Regions from separate parts of the Mus musculus genome. Here region 1 is linked to region 2. The links are chromatin contacts, called in public HiChIP or PLAC-seq maps. All regions are on one chromosome and are shown on one strand. Each heading gives the region's core, a stretch centred on a gene start, on an enhancer-like site or on the middle of the called end of the contact. The rest is flanking DNA. Distances are from core to core; before and after follow the strand shown. Region 1 holds the start of Tagln3 (transgelin 3). Region 2 holds the start of Naa50 (N(alpha)-acetyltransferase 50, NatE catalytic subunit).

Region 1 (6,648 bases), core at 1,315-3,814, 1.6 Mb before region 2:
ATTACAGGCATGAACTGCACTGCTATGCCAGGTCCACACAAGGGTATTTTGTTATGCTTTTTGTTTATGTTTTTGGGTTATATTTGGTTGGGTTTGGATTTTTTGTCTTGCTTTTTGTTTTTGTTTTATTTATACACACACACACACACACACACACACACACACACACACACACACACACACACATATATATATATATATATATATATATATATATATATATATATATATATATATATATATATATATATAATTTGGATCCTCAATGTGGAATCTTCATATATGGAGGGCTAACTGACTCTTTTGAAGTTCTTTTTTTTAAAAAAGAAGAAATATGTTTTATGTTTATGTGTGTGCATCTTCATGAATTCATGTGCCCACGTGCTTTTAAGTGCCAGAGGAGACCAAAAAATGGCGTTGAATCCCAGGAACTAGAGTTTCTTGAGTTATGACAGAAATAGAATATAGAGACTACATCTAGAAAAATGCAGGCAAGTTTCTAAGGTAAATATATATTTTAGGGAGCATGATACTTCCCATTTTACCTTGTTTATACTGGTATATTCAGGGGTTTACTGAGAGGTTTGCTTTCTTCCATCAATTAATGAAGCTCACTGGGTCTTCATTCGTAGCCTTCAGCATCTCTTCGCAGCCCTTGACTCAGCCCATCCCTCTTACTCCAGGAGGTTGGTCCCTACGGTCCCTGCCATGACAGTGCTTTGCCTGTGCATTATTGATAGAATTTACTGCCTTGAAATCCTCTGCTGATGCTCCAATCTCTTTCTTTAAAGCACTTTTGAGTTTGAACTTGTTTTTATGGCATCATTTATTTATCCCCAAACAGCTCGGACTTGGTGCCTGAATTCCTCAGGGCCTCCGCCCTCCCCCCCACCCCCGCCCAACTTGTAATGTTAATTTTCCTTTAGTTCTGGCCTTGATGGTCTTTTCATGTTACTTGCTTGAGTAACGTCACCCAGGTTCATGGTTTTAACTCCTACCTACCAAGCAGATGACTCAAGTTTCTACCCATTAGATGATTCTCCTGAGCGCCAGACTTATAAAACAGTCGCCCAATGATCTCAGACAGTAGCAGGACCAACTTTTATTACCTCTGTCCTTTGTATACCACCCTACCTGTGAGTTCTTCTGCAGTAAAGTAGCACCACTATTAATTCAGCTACATCAGTCAGATGAGTGAGTCTCTTGCCTTTTATCCAGTGATGATCTGGTGGTTTTCTTTCTCCTGAAAATATTCGAATTCCCTTGCATGGCAAATTAGTGTGAGGTTGGTAAGTGCCTAATAACTGGCTTTTTACTGCTGGCACTTGCCACCATCCTTGGGATATGGATTCTCATCAGGACCAGATTCAAACTTCCGCTGTGGCATCTCTGAAAGCAATGTGGCGAAGAAAGCCCAGGACCATACAATTATACAGTGTTTATCTTCTGTAGAGACTTGAATACAAATATCTTCAAGAATATAAATTATTGGGAAGTGTAACAAAAATAAAGAGCAATTCATTTTGGATACTTCATCTTTGTCACTTTTACTTATGTAACCCAGTAACTAAAGATGACAGAATTTACAAACTGACCCTTAAAATTACTGAAAACTCTAACCTCAAACCCTTGCAAAGCAGTGTTTTATTACCTGGAGCCAGTCTGACGTTCCAGTCTCAGTTTACTTGCTGATTCTAAGACTTTTTCACCTTTTAAAAAAATACTAATTTAAAATATTTATTTTATATTCATGAACGTTTTACTTGCATGAATATCTGTGCACTGAATGCAACCTACCAAAACTTTTAGGGTACGGAGAGACTTCTGTTTAATTAGAAAATTTGTCTTATATATTTTATTTTAAAGTAACATTTATAAGACTTATCCCTTGAATAGAGCCAAACCAAGCCCAGAGGTTTTCTACGGGTTGGAAGTTTCTGGATGGAACTGCCTTGACAGCTTAAGTAAACGGTTGCAGCTTCCAGTGTCACCCCCATCCCGACCCCATCCTGTCCTGTAACAACTGTCCCTTCAGTGCAAGGTTAAAGTGGTTTGGCTATTCCTGGCAGATGGGCACTTAGCAGAATGGACCCTCCCAGAGGCCCAAGTCCCCTCAGGCAGCTGTGTGGGGCCTCAGATACAATGCTGGGTTTCCCAGAGGAGAAGAAAGGATTGTGCGGCAGAGAAAGAAGCTCCCAGCGGGAGGCAGGCGGTCTGGCCTGTCTAGGAGAGGGCTGGTTTTGGGGCGCTCTTAGCAACAGCCCTGGTTTGACCCTCCTTAGCCGTGAGAAAATCAAATCCAGGGCGCCTTGCTTCCAATCTCCTGCACCATCCGCGGCGTAATGTTGAGACATCCTTTCTCCCGCCTGTTAATTACCTGCTCTGGGCATCTCTAGCAAAGTGCTGCTGAGAGCGGAAGCAAGCAACCATCGCCCACCACCCACCGTCTGTCTGGGGGCTTATGCTCACGAATGAGTCCCATGTACATCATCCGGTCTGCCTGACAGGCAGGACTGAGAAAGGGGGGTTCCAGCCCCCCGTGGGCTGGCCAGGGCTTTATTCTAGAGTCCAGAGCGGCGCGTGGCTGCGCTTTTCTTTCCCGTTTGTAGGTGAAACCCCATTGGCTTCATTGGCTCCTTGATTTTAAACCACGCCCGGCTTTCTGCCCGCTTTGCTGCTGCTGGGTTCGGCCTCCCTGCCACATCCCAGCCGGGTTCTCAGGAAACCCGGGGGCTCCTGTGGCTGCTATTGTGTGGATGCCGCGTGTGTCCTCTCTTCTCTTCCAGAGATGGCTAACAGGGGTCCGAGCTATGGCTTAAGCCGAGAGGTGCAGGAGAAGATTGAGCAGAAGTATGACGCGGATCTGGAGAACAAGCTGGTGGACTGGATCATCCTGCAGTGTGCTGAGGATATAGAGCACCCGCCCCCGGGCAGGGCCCATTTTCAGAAATGGTTGATGGACGGGACGGTAAGGCGGGCAAGGATATTGGTTGTTGGGGCGCTGGGCAGGGAAACCCTGCTAGGGCCTTTTCTTTCCATGTGAGGCCCGGGGAGATCCCCTGTTGCCAAGGTCTGGGTCTCACCGGGAGAGATGAGCATGCCTTTATTTCTCCAGGGCTGGCTGCAATTCTGAGGGCTCTCTGCACAATTTCCTAGCTAGTTTAGAGGATTCTCCACCTATATGAGACTCAAGCTTCCTTCTGAGCTGTAAGCAAAACTGGAGCCCTTTTGATGTTTCCATTCAGAGTAGGGCTAAGCGCTGCTGCTGTGTGATCTCCTTAGCCTTCTTGGGCTGTTCTTACCCCCAAGGGAACCAGCTGGTTACACGGTGAAACAAAGGAAGGGGGTCAGGCTAGCCAACTTGTCATCCTCCATGGAAGCTGTATCCCTTGGAGGTGCTCAGGATCTCTTGAGCAGATGAGTTCCCCTGAACAGGAAGGGAATCCTTATGTGATAAGTGCCTTTCTGTCCAGATACTGTGTGTTTGGGTTCCAGGAGGACAGCTGAGCTAAGTCAAAGAAGCCCATCTTTTCTGGCAAGCTGTGATTTACTGTTACATAACTGCTATCCCACCTATTTGTTGGGCATCGTAGGGCTTGGCTTCTAAGAGTCTCTGAGAAGACCCAATTCAGTTCTTTGACGCATCACAAACTTAGATAGGATGAGTTAGTGAAAACAGCAGATCCCAGAGAGCAGATCAGAATCCTCCCGGTTCCCCGTGAGCCTCCAATGCATCCTCCATTAAGAATGGGAGATCATGTCCTCATCATCCAGGATTTTCAAGGAGGGAACTAGGTTCTGGCTGCAAGATTGTGGTCAGCTATTGTCTGTGAATGGGCTCCCTGGGGGTCTTCTGTGGTGTGGGTGTGTGTCTGTGTGTGTGTGTGTGTGTGTGTGTGTGTGTGTGTGTGTGTAGATGCACCACTCACTTCTGACCTGTGACATTTATTGCAAAGGGAAACACACTAACCCTCTGTCCCCCACACTCCCTTTTTAGGTCCTGTGCAAGCTGATAAACAGTTTATATCCACCAGGGCAAGAACCCATCCCCAAGATCTCAGAGTCAAAGATGGCTTTTAAGCAGATGGAGCAAATCTCTCAGTTCCTGAAAGCTGCCGAGGTCTATGGTGTCAGGACCACTGACATTTTTCAAACAGTGGATCTCTGGGAAGGTAAACTGCCCTCCTGGCTTTAGGTCTGTCTCCCCTGGACTCTTGTCCCAGTACCTCTTCTTTTCTCTGTCCTCTATTTGCAAAAGCCACTTACACAGGGATTCCCTGTGCTGCTTGGGGGAGGGGAAGTGTGTTCTCAGCTGTCATCCCAGGGACAGTGCTGGCCTTCCTGTTTGTGATGCTTTCTGGGTAGGGGTCCTGTCGTACAGAAGGACACATATTGAGGCTAGGGCAAGAACCTCAGCCAAGTAGTGGCTAAGTGTGATAGTGGAAGTGTCCACAGAGAAGAAGGGAACTGGCTACACGCATGTCTTTTCCTCTAGTCGGCCTTCCATCACAAATCACACTTAGTGGAAGAGAAAGGAGGCAGGAGTGAGTGAGTGTTCTCCTGACTCACCATCACTGGGGCTTACAGACAAAGCCATCTGGTGCTCCTCTGTCATTCAATCTGAGGGAGAAAAACAGCACTCCATCTTTCTGTTAAACAATTATCTAGAGAATGGTGACTGTATCTTCTAGATGAGTAGTCTGCTCAGGGAGACTACTAAATGACTTTTCACTCGCATTTGTGAATTGACTCAGTGAGAAGAATCTCACAAAGCTACTTAGATTGGATCTTATCTCTGGACATATATAGATAGCAATCCACCACTGTTGGGGAAAATGACGTGGAATGAAGATATTGCTGAAGGATTTGAGTGACCAATAGTCATAAGGCTTCAAGTCCCTTTTAGTGATAATGTGCATATTAATTCATATAGCCACGAGTAGGCCTGCCTGAGGCACAAAGAGACTAACTGTCTAACTGACAGATTGACTGACATGCTCATTGTCACTCACTGGCTGTCATCGCAGTGCAACCAACAGAATCTCCTAGATAGTGACCCAAATGGCTCTGCTGACAGTGACAGTGGAATAATGCAACTTTGATCAAAGTGTGGGTATTCTAAGGGTCATTACCTCAAGACTCTATTCACAGAGAGTTTTATGCATCTTCAATGGGTAAGTAGTTCTGACCTGAAGAGGCCAGGGGATTGATCTTGTATTTATTACTCAGAAACTCCAGTATCTGAAATGCTAGCCACTGCATTAAGTCCTCATAGATACCTTCCTCTAATTCTTCATGAGATGTCCTGATTGAGGCTTGGTTTCCAGGTCAAAATTATGGTGGTTTTCCACAGATAGTAACAGTTTCTTTTCCCTGATCTTCTCCATCACGAGCAGCCCAGAGATAAGAGCTTTTCTGGACAGGGTCACACAGTTCTTCTCACTGAACTATGAAGGAAATATTTTCAACCTCCCCATTCCACAGACAGTGACACCTGCCTGCCCCTGGTTATGTGTGTCTGCCAGAGAGCTCATAACCTCTCAGACCTGAGACTCCACCCTAGGTCCTAGTGCTAAAGCACAAGAGGGTACTCAACAGGCCACAGCGTTCTTCATCTATACCATGGATGAGCTGTTGAGTCACAGCAGTGACTAACTGTTGATGCCAGGGAGGCAGAGGAGGATGGAGGAGGAGGAGGAATCAAAGCTATGGGAAACCAATAGGGTGTTAGAGCAAATGAGAGGGTGAACAGTCTAATGCAGGGAGTATGTAAGAGGCAGGATGCTTGAGGTGTGTGGGGATGGGGTCTAGAGGTTGCCTTCCCATCTACATCACGGAAGGGCCAGCTTTGCTCCCTTTCCTGGTTACCCAAATACCATGGAGAGGAGCTTTAAGCTGTGGGAGGGAGGAGCAAACTCTATGGAGCTCTACACACCTGCCATAGCCTGTGTGTTAGATCCTCCTGGAGGAAGAAGAAAGCTACAATGCATAAATATGCCTGGAGCAACCTGAGATATCTCTCTGAATATGATAATGCTTCTAGATCAAGAGAGCAAGACAGACGATAAAAGCCATTCTTCTCTGTACCCTGCACCGTCCCCAGTGCAGGACAGGACTTTAAAGGAAATAAGGAGGATTTTTCTAAAGGTGCTGGGATTGGCAGGTCACAAAAACACTAGGTGAACAAAATGTAGGGATGGGCCAGAGACCTAAGAACAGGGAAGCAGACATGAGTGTCCTAATGACTTCCTGGAAGCCTCTGGGGTGGGGGTGGAAGGCTGAGATTTAAGAAGCTGGCTTAGACTTGATGTTTCCCAGGACCTTTGTCTGAAGCCCAGGCTAGAACTGTTTGCTGCGGAGTGTAGGAGCAGAAAGCAGGTTGCTTTGCACAGAGAAGTGGGTGGGAGATGGCATTGGTGGCATAGATCGTGGCCTGAGCATGTGAGGCTCTGGTCCCTCCTGCAGCAGTTGTTTGTATTGGAGGATGACTAAACTGTAATCACAGAGCAGGGCTGGCGTGTGTTTAGGTGACAGGTCTGTGTAAGGATGCATACACTCTATGTCACGTAGATATCAGTCATCAGACTAGCCATTTACATAGCTCATCACATTCTCTCTACAACTCTACTCCCCGACTGGGGATGAAAT
Region 2 (7,225 bases), core at 3,500-5,999:
AACAAAGATAAAGAAAAATTATTTGAATAACTGAAGAGATGCCTCCTCAAAACCCATTAAGTTGAAAGCTATACTTTACACCTGGAGGACAAGAATCAAGATTTCGAGCTGGAGAGATGGCTCAGCGGATAAGAACACTGACTGCTCTTCCAAAGGTCCTGAGTTCAAATCCCAGCAACCACATGGTGGCTCACAACCATCCGTAACAAAATCTGATGCCCTCTTCTGGAGTGTCTGAAGACAGCTACAGTGTACTTACATTTAAAAAAAAAAGAATCAAGATTTCTACAGGATAAAGCAGCAAAGTAAAATTTAAGACAGGTAATAATTAGTTTGTTCTGACAAAGGCAATGACTTTGGAAAACAATGCTTCATAAAATAAGATTTTAACTGACAAAAGTTAGGTTGTAATAATCCAAAACTTGGCTACAAATTGTAATAAGAACTATGCAAATTATGATAAAGCAGAAAAAAAAACCCCATAGCCTCTTGGATGATTTTTGCATGTAGGGAAAATGTCTTTTTCTCACAGTGCCCCATGTATTCCAAGCTGGCATTAAATTTACTATGTAACCTTGAACTTGATACTTTGATCTCTATGTGCTGGGAGGGAATACAGTGTGCACCACCATATCCAGTTATTCAGTGTTGGGGTTTAATGCTTGCTAGGCAAGCATATTACCAACTGAATTTCATACTGATACTCACAGAAACCCCTATTCATTTATTCATTGATTGATTAGCTGCAGCTTTATTAAAAGTTGTCCACCATTTTAGGAAAGAAGAAATCACTATAGTAACAACCCCGCACTCACCAAAGTGGATACCTCTTCAATTAGAAGATACACTTAAAAAAAATCATGATTGTATATTTCAAAACTCTCAACACAGCAAAGGAGGCATCATAAGGTATTTGCTAAAATTTGGTTATCTGGCTGGGCAGTGGTGGCACACACTTTTAATAATCTCAGCACTTGGGAGGCAGGAGCAGGTAGATTTCTGAGTTCAAGGCCAGCCTAGTCTACAGAGTGAGTTCCAGGACAGCCAAGGCTACACAGAGAAACCGCATATCAGGGAGGGAAAAAAAAATAGATTGCTATCTCAATCAACAGACAACAAATTTCTGGTTTACACAAAAAGCAAAATATGACCTGCTGCTATTCAGTTTCTTCAAAAAGTTTTAATGGTATACAAGATATACTTTGTATCCAGGCTCAGTAGCAAACAGTAAGGGCAAAGGATGGATCTGAAGGTTTGGGGCCCCACCCTGATTGAGAAGAGACACAGATACAAATGTTGTTCTCTATTTTCTATGTAACAAACACCTAGATAAAGACACAGAAGACTTCCTGGGCTTGTTCCCAGTATACATAACGACTATTTTGTATTTATCAACAAAGCTTCATTTATAACTATAGAATCTTATGTTCCCCAGTTGGCCAAGTTTCAACAGCATTTTATTTTGCTCTGTATTTATATTATTCCTACCTACCTTTTCATCTTTACTTTGGTCCACTTAGCATTCATATTTTATTTAAAGGCATTTTTATTAAAACTAATTTGTACCTCTTTATTATAATTGAAGGATAAGTGCATTTAGTTGTATTTTCTATAACACTGACAACGAATTACAGGGCCAGTCATTGCTGTCTGTGGCATACTGAATATCATCACCCCCAGAGAGGAGTAACAGATAAAAAGTAATCAGCTAGGCTTTGGTGGCGTACGCCTTTAATCCCAGCATTTGGGAGGCAGAGGCAGGTGGATTTCTGAGTTTGAGGCTAGCCTGGTCTACAGAGTGAGTTCCAGGACAGCCAGGGCTACACAGAGAAACCCTGCCGGGGGGGGGGGGGGGGGGGGGGGGGGAAGAAATCAGCTTACCAACCACAAATTCAAGCCAAGTCTTTGGTCCATAAAAAAAAAAAAAAAGACCTCACTGGAAAGAGCAAATAGTCTAATAATGTAGTTCTCGTTTTTCTAGATATGCACATAAAAATACAGTAGTTATTAATTGCAAAATTATCTACTATGGAGATAAGGAAAATACATGATTTACAACTGGATATCCTGTTGCTATTACTAATAAGAATACTAAAGTAAAAAATATGAAATAAAAACATTTTTAAAAGTAAGCTTAAAAAGTTTCAATGCCCAAAATTTAAATCATAGGAGGGGGTGTTTCAGTTTTCTAAACTTCAGATTCATCTATTTAACTATGTTTGGTAAGCTCAATATACAATAAAACTTTAGCAAATAAAACTTCAAAGAAAATTCATGGAATAGAGTCTTTCCAATGAAGAGTCTGGAGACTGAATACAGAAGACATTTATACAAGTTCTGTATCTCAAGGACATTAACATCTTAATAAAACAAAACAACAAAGTAAAACTGCACTATACCCTGATCTCATTTTAGTATCTTAAAAGGAAGGAAAGGAAAATTTTAAGTCCCGTGCTTATTGGGAGTTAGTTAGGGAAAAATCAAATATACCTGTGAAATCATCTTAAAAGTTGTTTAGTCCAGAACCCAATTCTAAGCCCTCAACCCTAAAAAAATAAAACAATTTACTTAAGGAGTCTTAATTTTGAGCCTAACTACTGGCCTAAAATATGGATTCAACAATTCCAAGTTTGCCCAGTAACGCATTTCTAGGCATCTGCCTCCATCGTGTTACACTTAAATATCTATTTAAATACAAAGAGCCAGCTGGTGCTGGTGGCTCAAGCCCGTAATACTAGCAACTCAAAGGGCTGAGGGAGGCAAGAAGATTGTTGCCAAGTTCAGCGTCAGCCTGAGCAACTTAGTGAGACTCTACCTCAAAATAAAGTGCTGGGGACGTAGCTCAGTGGCAGAGTACTTGCAGAGCACCGAATACTTTGCTTCAATTCCAAGAACTCCAGTTAGTTAATAAAGTAGAATTGCTTCAAGAGTATACTAGATAAAAGTTCCAATAGACTGCCAACAGCACCACGGTGTGGTTCCATTTCTATTGTCAAGTATCAGAAAGACTAATCCTACACTTGAAATTGAACTAGACCCAATATTTTTAACCTAAACATCCAGAATAATTTCTTAGTCTTGTTATCTTCATTGCTTTTACTATAACAGAACATGACAAGTATGTTCTGAGTGTGTAGCAATGAGTAGAAAAAAATGACAGCATCAAAGTCGTACTCTACTAGAAAAATAAAACTTCCTAAAAATAACTGGATCATATTTTTAAAAATTACCAAGCATCCTGGATCATGGCTCAGGTGGAGCAAACATCCCCCCAAAAATGCCAAAAATAAAACCCAAAAAACACCGAATGAAAAACTAACATTTAAAGCAAACCAGAGTTTAGAAAAAATGTTTTCTATTTAGATTTAAAATCAAAACTTTCTCAGAATCATTTCAGAGGTATGGGACCTTCATTTTACACAGAACAAGCTTGTTTGGAGAAACGACTTACTTCGCTCTCCATAAAACGATGTTGAATAAACAACTAACTGAAACTGTAGTTATAATTTTCAGCTGACTTAGAAAGAAAAGACCGTTTAATATGTTTAAGCTTTCTTTTTTTTTCTTCTAATGACTGTAAGTAAAGGCAACCTCCAAAACTCGCGACGCTAAATACTGTAACAGTATATAAATCAATGGAAAGGAAATACTTCCTATCAAACGGGAACAGTTAAACCAAAATAACTTCTAATGTTACGGAAGATTTGCAAGATTAAACCTCAACTTTGCTAACGAAGAGCAAAAGCAGCAGCTCTCCTCCTTGCACTGGAGGGGGGGGGCAACACACACACACACACACACACACACACCACTGAAGCAATAGCTCCACCTACTGATCCATGGCTACTTCCTTAAACATTTTGGCACCCCAAAGTCTACACCGCTCCAGTTTATTCCCCCTCCCCTCCCGACCGCCCGCCTTCCTCCACTCGCTCTGACCCAACCCAAGTCCGTTGAGTCACTAGCTCCTAGCACTCATCCCCCGTGCTCTTTATTCCAATTCCTTTTCCCTCCAGAAGGTTCTGCACGGCCCACAAGTCTTAAGAAAACCCGCAACGTGTCAAAGCCCGCGGCCACAGCGCCGTTCCCGGATCTGGAGGAGCACCTTCAGGTGGCTCGGTGGTGCGCTCCCGGGAAGAGGCCCCCGGGCGCCTCATTCCTCCTCCCCGTGATCTCAGGCGGTGCACACACGTGAAACCGTGGACTCGCGCCCTTGCCTCCGTCGGCCCTTCAGCCCGCCAACAGCCGGCCTAGCCTCCGCCCCCCTCCGGGAGCCGCGGGACCGGGGAAGCCCGGCCATGACCCTCCGCCCGGGCTTCGCGCGCGTCTCTTCCCCGCAGCGCTCTCCCTGTCCATCGACCCACGCCCCTCTCCTGGGCCCCGGCCGCCGGGGTCCCCCCCACACCCCCGCCAGCTGCCCTTCCTCACCCTTTCATCTTCCCCGTCTGCTGAGGCCGTCGTTACAGCCGCCGCCAACGCCGTCGTCCTCGTCGCCCGGAGCTCTCCGCCCGCGCCCTGAGCTCAGACCACTCAACCCCACACGCCGGTCTTTTGGCTGAGAAGCCAAGCCAGGCCCTGAGGCTCCGGGAGACGCGGGGAAATCTGCCGCCGCGCTGCCGCCGCCGCCGCTCCTCCACACGTGCACTCGGGACACTCGGCTCCCGCCCGCAGCTGCCGCCAGCCAGACCCGCCGCCGCGCTGTGACCTTTCACCCCGCCCCTCAACGCGCCGGCGCGGCCGCCGCGTCGCGCGCAGGCGCAGTGCTCCGCGCCGCCAGGATTCCCCGCCCCCCGCTCTCCAGGGGCCGGGCCTACGGCCCGCTAGCTCCTCCCACCCTTTGCGACACTCTCTAGGGGATCTGGCTTGGTAGGCTCCGGCGGCAAAATCCGGATCTTTCCACCCTTCTCTCGCTTTCAAGCCAGCAGGATCAGCCTTTCCCGCCCCCCACCCCGATTCCTTTCTAGCCCTCCAGTGACCTTCAAACCCTCTGGCCGACTAATAGGGTTTTGTAAAACGGATTCTTCTCAATGTAAGAAAGCCCATGGGAACTTGCAGTAAATGTGTTTTAAATTCAAAAGGTAGTGATGGGTCCGGATAACTTGGCGATCCTCCAGCAGGCAAACCTCACAGGGTTTTTTTTTTTTTAAATCACGTGATAGGCTTAACGTCTTCCAGCCCAGGATTTTACTGGGGCCTTAGAGGCGGGACTCATGGCCATTTCCGGTCCCTAGAGCGTGACTTAGCGTCACTTCCTTAGCAATGCACTTTAACCCTTGCCATCCTCGTCTTCTGTACTGTAGTTTCTGTAACCCCCGTCATTGTAAAAAAAAAAAGAAAAAGAAAAGAAAAAGAAACTAACGCTTTTCTGAAGTCGCGGAACCATTCACATCCAAGGCGGTCCGCAAAGATTTAAGCCTGCGAGACGCGGCGTGACGGGCGAGGGGAAGCGGGGTGGGGCTTGAGGACACATGACTAGCTAGGACTGGCCCGCCTCCTGCAGCTGAAGACTTCCCCTCTCTCAGTGACAGAGCCTCTGGGTCCCGTCTAGGTACACTTTCTGCATTTCGAGCCCGGGCAGGTGAGGTGCGACAGGTAACTCGTGGCTGGTGGGGACGATTGACAGGGTGAGAGCAGATAGGGTGTGTGAATCGCGGCCTGCGGATGCTTGGGGCTCCCTTTCCGTTGTCCTCCTGCACGGGCGAGGAGCTCATTTCTGCTAGACCCCTGGCCCTTCACCATCACCGTGGTCCATTGACTAGGGATTATGATGCCCACCTTTTCCCTGGGTTGAGAGCGAGTACGGCCATTATGGTTCCCTATTTGGAGCCTTTGGGGCTGATTCAGGTGGTAGGATTGTGTTAGCTATTTCTTGGGGGTCTGCAACAACCGACGGATCCCATTCCCCTAAACTCCTTCCTTGGGAAAGGCCATGGCCCGGGTGATCCGGATGGTAGGAAAACCCCGGGAGGCAGAGGCGTCTCCGGTGAGACAGGCTTGGGAGGGGATGTCACTGAGATGGCCCTCACTGCAGAGTCACACTGAAGGGCTTTCCCCACAAATGTGCGTTCTCAGTGATCCTAAGGGTTTGCCGACATCCTTGCAGAGGTTCAGGGAGTCTTCAGATGAGACTGGAAGGGTAAGAGCGGGCCTTACACCTTTTTTTTCGGAGAGAAGGTGGTTGTACTCTCCTCAGAACAGGGTGTTGGTAATGCGACAGTCTCGGTTGGTTGGGAAGGTGATGAAAGGTGGTGTTGCCTTGTTGGGCTGGAGACCCAGACTAGCTTATGGGAAAGTGACGAGGTTTTCCCGAAGGGGAAGTAATTTTACGGAAACTGATCAGGCTGAAAACATCATTAATCCAAATCCATGTGTGTATAGTTTAAAGACTAGAAGATCGAGTCTAGACATTACTGACTTCATGTTTTCTGCCTGTGGGTCATTCCTTTTTGACATTTCTTTTAAGTCCTACATAATTGCCCTTCCCAGTCAGTTTAAAATTTGTGAAGTAATGCTTGTGCTCTTAATTCGCTTTTGCATTTGTTAAAAAATTCAAGTGACCCTTCTCAGACTTGAGAGTGCATAATATTTTGTGAAAATACAGAAATGGTTTTGCCTAGGGTTACCCAACCCTTTGTACTCCATTTTATGTGCACCGTAGTAGCCAATGTTTAAACCTCAAACAATGTACTTGACTGAAGGAATGTTCTTCAGTTTGGGGCTAAACTCTTTTATTTGTGCTACAAACTTAGAACGTTCCTTGTTTTGAAGCCGAAGGCCTTACAAAATCACAGATTTGACTTTTATAACCCAAATGATACATTTTCTTAGGGGAAATAAGATTTTCAGTTAAATCTTAGTTCTCTGCAATGTAATTGAGGAATCTGTTTTAAACTCTGCTGGGGGCTCGGGGATATGGTTCTTGCTTCCATGTAAGCTTGGTGTACTGGGTCCAACCCTCATACTAGAAAGAAAAAAAAATAGGAAAAAGATGGAATGATTATCTTACATTGATTGGTGCTCCCCCCCCCCCCTTTCCAGATTTTCTTATTTTTGAGAGCTAAAAGCTAAAACCTTAAACTCATAACGATTTAACAAGATAAAAAGACTGGCCTAAGCCAGTCGTAGTGGTGCATGCCTTTAATCCCAGCACTCGGGAGGCAGAGGCAGGCGGATTTCTGAGTTCGAGGCCAGCCTGGTCTACAAAGTGAGTTTCTGGACAGCCAGA

The links. HiChIP or PLAC-seq counts read pairs in DNA pulled down with a chosen protein or histone mark.
Region 1: a contact with region 2 is called in an H3K4me3 HiChIP or PLAC-seq map of embryonic stem cells, with 5 read pairs. The contact joins the promoter of Tagln3 here to the promoter of Naa50 in region 2. A contact is called at or near these places in 1 of 39 promoter capture datasets (liver) and 2 of 115 datasets of contacts at active chromatin or transcription factors (embryonic stem cells and large pre-B cells).

The regions. Positions count from the first base shown.
Region 1 is chr16:45,720,447-45,727,094 of GRCm38.p6, reverse strand. It overlaps Tagln3 (transgelin 3), which reads left to right and starts at 2,564. Exons shown (of 4, transcript NM_019754.3): 1 at 2,564-2,968; 2 at 3,998-4,172. The coding sequence starts at 2,789.
Region 2 is chr16:44,137,315-44,144,539 of GRCm38.p6, reverse strand. It overlaps Naa50 (N(alpha)-acetyltransferase 50, NatE catalytic subunit), which reads right to left and starts at 4,749. Exons shown (of 5, transcript NM_001347239.1): 1 at 4,429-4,749. The coding sequence starts at 4,436. It overlaps Atp6v1a (ATPase, H+ transporting, lysosomal V1 subunit A), which reads left to right and starts at 5,281. Exons shown (of 15, transcript NM_007508.6): 1 at 5,281-5,578.